Regions from separate parts of the Mus musculus genome. Here region 1 is linked to region 2. The links are chromatin contacts, called in public HiChIP or PLAC-seq maps. All regions are on one chromosome and are shown on one strand. The core of a region is the stretch at or near the end of the contact, and the rest is flanking DNA. Distances in the headings are between cores, read along the strand shown.

Evidence for each region. HiChIP or PLAC-seq counts read pairs in DNA pulled down with a chosen protein or histone mark.
Region 1: a contact with region 2 is called in an SMC1A HiChIP or PLAC-seq map of large pre-B cells, with 4 times the contacts expected there. The contact joins two enhancer-like sites. A contact is called at or near these places in 1 of 15 datasets of contacts at CTCF or cohesin (large pre-B cells), 4 of 484 Hi-C or Micro-C datasets (cortical neurons, embryonic retina and nephron progenitors) and 2 of 115 datasets of contacts at active chromatin or transcription factors (embryonic stem cells and large pre-B cells).

The regions. Positions count from the first base shown.
Region 1 is chr13:45,476,029-45,479,859 of GRCm38.p6, forward strand. No RefSeq gene overlaps it. Among named protein-coding and RNA genes, the nearest start is that of Gmpr, 30 kb to the right of the region's middle. Within about 2 kb of position 1,418, at least 17 of the 459 cell types and tissues checked have an H3K27ac peak or open chromatin away from gene starts, as enhancers often do.
Region 2 is chr13:45,299,888-45,303,797 of GRCm38.p6, forward strand. No RefSeq gene overlaps it. Among named protein-coding and RNA genes, the nearest start is that of Gm34466, 34 kb to the left of the region's middle. Within about 2 kb of position 1,449, at least 7 of the 459 cell types and tissues checked have an H3K27ac peak or open chromatin away from gene starts, as enhancers often do.

The DNA.
Region 1 (3,831 bases), core at 168-2,667, 180 kb after region 2:
GATGACCATCTATCTGTTCAATTTAATTCTATTCTTTAATAGAAAGTTGGACAAACTATCCTTGGATTTACTTCAAACATAGAATGCTGGATTTTATGCGAAGAGACCTCTTAGGCTTAGAGAAGGACACAGGGAAGTGGCCCTGCTCTGTGCCAAGCTGAGACAAGTTTGGAAGGTAGATGGTAACCCCAACTGTGGTCTCTGGGAAGAGCAGCCCAGAGTTTTAGTCAAGGAAACCGAGGCGGGAACTCCAGCTGGAAGTAGAGACCAAGGATGGAACACTGGCCCGATGCTCATGAGGCCTTAGGGTCAGTGCCCAGTGCAGAAATAAACTTCTGCCTCCGGCTCAGGCTTGGCCTCAGGGCATTCAGAAGCCCAAGCAAGGGCAGGGCAGGGACAACAGTGGGAAAAGTTGTCACAACAGTGGAACATAAGAGTGTCCTCTTCCTCTCTATCATGATCAGATATCTAGTCACCCGGGTTCTTCTGTCTCTCTAGGGACAGGGTCATACATGTTATACATACTAGACAATACTTTCTATACATATAAATACATTATATACATACTAGACAATATGTTATATATACTCAGACAATATATGATATATATATAAATAATTCATGATATATGCATAGGTAAAACATGACATAATTTAGGCAACACATGATATGCATGCTAGACAATACATGATGTACATCTAGACAATATGTGATATACATACAACAATATATGATACACATATAGACAATATGTGATATATAGGTAATACATGATATATATGTGTGTGTGTGTAATATATACATATAGACAACACATGATATACATGCTAGACAATATGTAATATACATATAGACACTACATGGTATATATGCTAGTCAATACATGAATACATATACACAATACATGTTGACAATACATGATATACATATAGACATATATGTACATATGTCTTATGTTAGATAATACTATAGTAAATGACATGGGTGTTCTGAACCCTGTGTCTTTGCTGTCTGTAGAGTCTGAGGTCCCCTGGCGTGTGCCAGCTGTAAAGTTTGTTCTGTTGTTGGCCAAAGCTCATCTCTTCTGTCTGGGCAACTCACGCAGTGTTTCTGAGTGCTTTCTACATAAGTTATGGGACCATAGCAGAGTTTCCCAACTCTTCTGAGTCACTTTCTGATCCTTTAGTGTCTTGCCCACCTCTGGTCAGTAACTCCTTCGATCTCCCCTTAATTAATTAAACTCTGTTGTCAGCCCAATTGCCACCAGCAGCTAGTTTTCCTTAAAGGGTGTAGTGTGTGTTGGTATGGGCAGAGCATTCCACTAGAGCCATGAGAAAATCGGAGTTCTACAAGGACACAGCCATGGATAAAGACAATTCCTACTCAAGCTAGCTGAAGAACTGTAAATTTGAAAGCCAGTGTCTGAGCGCCCTCTACTGGAAGCAATGGCACATTACTCCCAGCATCATTTTCCAGCACAAAAGACCTAAATTGTTGAGATGAGACATTGGCTTAGCATTTTCTTGACTCTCACTTTCAGTTTCTTCCAGAACTCCTGATGTTGACACAAGACATGACATATGAAGGTGTAAGTTAATTAAAAGACGCTTCCAGCATCCAAGATGAGGGAAAGGTGAGAAATACTGAGAGGCTGTGTAAAATGGAGTCGTTTCTGTTGCATGCTAAGGATAAATAGCATCCTTGCCGATTCTTGCCAGCCTGCCCAGAAAAATGTGAGTTCTAGCAGCAGTTTCTCAGTTATCACTGACAGAACCTGATTGCTTAATGATTTATAGCTTTATTACATAGTGGCCAAGAGCAAGCCCCTCTGGTAAGTCACTTCTTCAATTTGGTGACAAGAAACCAGCCATCAGGAATGATGTATTTCCTTGTAAGTTCCTTGAGAAATACGAGATTTTTCCTCTGTGTGCCTGTGTGTGGTGTTTATGCCCGTGTGTGTGTGTGTGTGTGTGTGTGTGTGTGTGTGTGTGTGTATGTGTGTATGTGTATGTGTGTGTGTGTTTGTATGTGTGTGTGTATGTATGTGTGTGTGTGTATCTCTAGTCCCTGCTTTTTCTTTCTACTGACTTTGCAGTTGTCCTGATTATTTGTTGGTTTACTACAGTACTGGGGATCAAACTTAGGGCTTCATGTTGAGATTTCATTGAGCGTTTCAGTTCTTATAGTATAAGAAATACGATAATTTGAATAAGCATGGTCCCTGTAGGCTCACTTGTTTGAATGCTTAGTCATCAGGGAGTGGCACTACTTGAGAAGGATTAGGAGGCATGGCCTTGTTGGAGGAGGTGTGTCACTGAGGGGTAGATTTTGAAGTTTCCAAAGCCTGTGCCAAGCCCAGTGAGTCAGTTAGTCTGCTGTCTGTCTGTCTGTCTCTGTCGGCATGTGTCTCTTTGTCTTTCTCTCTCTGTCTCTTCCCTCCTCCTCCCCTCCTTCCTCCCCACTTTCTCTCTCTGCCTAAGGAGCAGGTGTAGCTCTCAACTTCTCCAGCACCATGCCTGCCTGCCTGCCTGCCTGCCTGCCGCCATGCTCTCTGTCCTGAGGATGGAGTAAACCTCTGAAACTATAAGTCAGCCTCCAATTAAATGTCTTATTTTATAGGAGCTGCCTACCAAGGTAGACACCAATGGTGTCTCTTCACAGCCATAGAACAGTGCCTAGGAAAAGTAACAAGACTGTACAAGTTCACTAATATCCTAAAAGCCTGCAGAAGCTATAATCAACCTGGGCCTTTTTTTTTTTTTAAGTTGGAAACATTTTATTTAAATGTGTCAAATAATCTCCCTGTTCTTAGACCAGAAGGTGTGAATACATTCCACAAGAACACATGATCTCACTGCTGTGATTCACAGAGTAACAGTCAGATGGCTTCGGATTAGATAGTTAAAGATCGCTCCTTCCTGGGTTACAGCTGGCAGACACCACCAATCTCTTGTAGCTATGTGACGAAATAGTGCTAACCCTGCTTGAACTCGAGAACTTCATTACCTTAGATCCTTCATTTCTGCTTGGCTTCCTTATTGGAAATGACTTTTTCCATGGTCCCTAACACTCATACACCTTGGTTTCTCCCCTGGACAGCCCATACATGTTGGCCAGGCCCTGTGCTCTGTTCTCTTGTTCCCAGAGCCAGGCTGTGAGTCAGATGGATGTTCCAAGGCACCTTCACTCACGATTGGTCTCTGAGCCACCAATCGGGACTTTTCATCTGATAGGAGGAGGCTGTACCACTGTGCACTACTTTTGAAAGGAACACTAACCTAAAAAGATGGAAAAGTGAACTGTGGCATGGCCTCTGTCACTAACTAGGCGCTTTATACAAGTCCTTGAACATACCCGGGCCTTAGTTTTCTTTAATAATAAAATATTTTTATTCATTTATTAATACATTTATTTTTTTCATTCCTAAAATCATCTTTATAAAACTTAGTCTGGAAAGTTCTATTTTGAACTAACATGGGATTTTAATTTTACGAGCAAGTTTTTGCTTTGTTTGGAAACAAGATCTTACTATGTTGTTCAGCCTGAGTTCAAGTGATCCTCCTGCCTCAGACAGATTCCCAAATAGTGGGAACCACTGATACCTCTGATCCAACTTTAGTTTGTTTATTTGTGTATGCGTGTGCAAGTATGTATGTATATGTGTGTGTGTGTATGTGTGTGTGTGTGTGTGTATGCCTGTGGGGAAGGGTATGTGTTGTGTGTGTTATTATGTTACTATCTCAGTAAATCCTTTTGGGAAGGTGTCTAAGAATGGATGTGAAAATTGCCTTAAATGTCAAAGCTCAGTTTCACTCCCCAACACGTCCTCCA
Region 2 (3,910 bases), core at 199-2,698:
TGTCGACACAGAAAAAATTACATCAACGTGTTACAAAGGAGCAAAGCCAGGTACTGTGGGAGTTGCTTTGGGTTACTGGAATCATAGAAGGCTTCCTTTTATTTATAAATAAATAAATAGATAGATAGATAGATAGATAGATAGATAGATAGAGGCTAAACACTCTGTTCCAAGTCGCAGAACCCAGGAGAGAGGATTAAATGCTTCCTCTGGAGGGTGGATGTCAGGGAAAATATGACGGAGTGTGCAGGATGGGACCAGAAACATGGACAGGAGTCAAGGGCTGGATTCTGAAGGAATTGATGATCTGGGTGATAGGAAGCCCTTGCAGTGTTTTCTGAATGTGCACCTGAATTTACTGGGTCTAGAAGTTGGTCCTGAGATACAGAGTTCTGCTGGGTAAAAGTGACCATTTCATTCTGATCCCACTGGAATCCATATATCTACCACCCAAAAGCTTTTGAATGTACATTACTGATTGTGTGTGTGTGTGTGTGTGTGTGTGTGTGTGTGTGCTTAATGGAAGGGAGTTGTACATGTGTGTACATGTGCCTAAGTATGTGGGGGGGGAGTCATAGGTTAACCTCATGTGTCATCCTTCAGGCTCTATAGAACTTGTTTTTGTTTTTTGGTTTTTTGTTTTGTTTTTGAGATATGGTGTCTCAATAGCTCCAGGGCTTTCGAATCAGTCTAGGCCAGCTGACTAGAGAGCCTCACATACACATCTATGTGTCTTTTTCGCTACAGTGCTAGGATTACTGTTGCACACACCACATCCACTGTAGTGATCGGACTCTGGTCCTGATGCACGCAATGGCAAACACTTTGTTCTCTGGACTGTGTCCCAAGTCCCTTCTTGGTGGATTCAGTTGGTGGAAGACACCGTGACACCCTTGGCTGACGGCTGGCATCAGGAAAGGACTGGGAAGTGGCCAACAGGACTTTGGCATCTGTCTTTGCTCAGCTGGAGGTGACCTTTGTATCGCTCATCTCGAAAGTGAACTTGGAAGACAGAAACAAATTGTTTGGCTCTGTACTAGAAAGCTCAGTACACCGGACAAGTTGTTCTTCTTGAAGCATCACCAGAAGCTGCTGAAAATAAGACCAGCATTGCTAAGAAGGAAAAAAAAAGATCATTCGTACAGCTTGCTTTCCTTCAGTCTCCTGATGCCGAGTGGGCAAATGGTATGAACAATGAAACAGGATAACCAGGAGATGTGTCCTTGTCTGTTTTCCCGTGGATTTGACTCTAGTGAGACCCTCACACAGTAAACTGAACCCTGCTAATGATGGTCTCTGCTCTTAAAAGTATGTAGTATTACCATTAGAATGGAATTGAATGAAGAACTTGGTCCTTCTCTACTTGGATAACTCTTCTCTCTGAACTCCAAAGAGACAAACTCTTCCTGTCAGACCATTTGACAGGAAGCCCTGCTTCTCGGAGGCTTGTTTGACTCCTCAGGCGTGACGGATCCAGATCGTGCTCCTCCCCATGGTTGGGAAGAAATGCTGCAGCTTAGGGCAATGGCTGCCATCCCACGGACCGTGGAGCACCGTGATGATCCAGGAATGAGTGGGTTTTTGCTCTCTCTGAACACTCAGCAGCTGTGATTATATCAGAAGCCTGGGCCCATTAATGCTCATCATTGGGACAGTCTCCAAGGACGTGTAAATAGTTAACAGTCTCTAGGGTGGAAGAAACCTTTATTTTCAGAAGTGCAACTCTCTGTAAATTGTCTGTGTTCCTATAAATAACCTCCCACCCATACTCTGTGAACGACTCCCTGAACTAATTGGCTCACCAGTTGGCTGTGCTGCTTAGCTTTCTGTCAACTTGACAAACAAGCTAAAATCACCTGGGAAAAAGACACTGCCAGTGGCCCTTAGGCCAGGCTGTGGAAGCATTTTCTTGATTGATTAATAATTGATGTGGGCCAGCCCAACCCAGTGTGAGCAGTGTCATCCTGGCCAGGTGGTCCCAGAGTGTGGAGTAAAACAAACCGAGCAAGCCATGAAGGTAAGCAGTATTCCTCCATGGCCCTTGCTCCAGTTCCTGCCTCTAGGTTCCTGCTTGGGTTCCTGCCCTGGCCTCCCTTGTTGATGGGTTGCATGATGTCTGATGAAATCGAGTCATCCCCCACACCCTGCCCCATGTTGCTTTTGGTTATCACATTTATCACAACAGAAAGCAAACTAGGACCCTAGCTTTGGTGGAATTCTGTTCTATTGTTGGTGCCTATGTTGAGTATGCTGATATTATTTCCTTCAACCCAGGAAAAAGCTAACATGTGTGCTAATGGGGCAGAGTAGCTTAGATAGGAAGGAAAAGGGGGGTATTGGGGAGATGGCTGCTCAGTTGATAAAGAGCTTGCTTTGTAAGAATGATGATGAGACTTCAGTGCCACATCAATGTCATGTGGGCATGGGAGCCAACACAGGTTGGAAAGACAAAGACAGGCTAGCTAGACTAGCCAAATCGGCAAGGTCTGGGTTCAATTAAGAGGGTCTGCCCTAATGAATGAGTAAAGAGCAATGGAGAAAGACTGTGTTAAGCTTGGACCTCTCTGTACACACTAAATGGCACACATGCCCCCCCACACACACACACATGTGGAAAAAGAAGAAATTTGACAGTGATGAGGGCTAATGACACCAGCAATGGGAAGACAAGATTGTTGTACTTTAGAATCTGGGTCCTGTCGACACTACTAGGATGTGTGCAATTTTAATGGCGGGTGTAGGAACGAGCATGGTGGGGGCAGGGAAGGAGCTGTACAAGGGGCGTGGCCCCTGGGAGTGAAGAAGTGAGTGTGAAAGATGCAAGACATCACATATTATGAAGATTCACAGCTCTTTGCAAGCTCCGTACTAAAAGTGTCCAGACGCCATTATCTAGCTTGTTTTAGTTGTTGTTGTTTTTTTTTCTTTACTTAAATCTTTCTCCAAATCCCCTGTCCTCTATTTCCAGGGGCTGTGGCAGACAGTTCTTCCTGAGGCTGACATTTTCATCACAGGGAAAGCCCGCAGTTCCTAGTAATAGCTGATCACAGGCATTTGGGATATCCAGCCTCGGTGTCTACCCTTGGTCTCTCTCTAATTAGGTGATCATAGCCATCTCTCTTGACATGTCTGTGAGGGGCTGGAGCTACTTGGCAACAAACCTGTCAGTCACACCGGGAGCACAAATGGGCTGGGTCAAAGGCAAACCTCGCCTTTATTCCACATGACTTACCCAGAAATTGGTTCACAGGCTGGAAAGGGAGGACACAAAAATGTCATCAATATATAACGCACGGGAAGCTTTCTGTATTGTATTCTAGGTTAAGAAACTTGAAATATGAGTCCTTCTGTAGTAATAAAAATGACAATGTTCACAAGAAGTACCAAGAGACGATATAAATAATAAATTCACAAGGTCAATAGTATTTCAATGTGCTAGAATAACTCATGATTTAAAAAAAAAATCTGAAGTTTATTCCTGTACTGTGAAAAACTGAGACATTTCTCTTCATTTTAAGTTGTTTAACCATCTGGATTTTCCCGGAAATTGCACACACTGACCATGCCATTATATAAAAGCTGTTGTGGTTTGGGCAGTGGATGTTGCTCTCATCTAAGCCACCACAACAAAACAGAATGAACACATAGTAGGGGAACACAGTGGGGAACACGTATCGGGGAACACATGGGGGGAACATATAGCAGGGAACAAATAGCAAGGAACACATGGGAGAACATATAGCAGGGAACACATAGCAGGGAACACATAGCAGAGACTTAGCTGTCTCCGGCTAGGACTCCATTATGCCACAGTAGTTCCATCCTTAGGCAAGCCACACACAACAACCAGAGATGGTCTGTATCCAGGGCTTCCGGATGCAGAAGGCAGTGAGGCCTCTAGGCCAGGCAG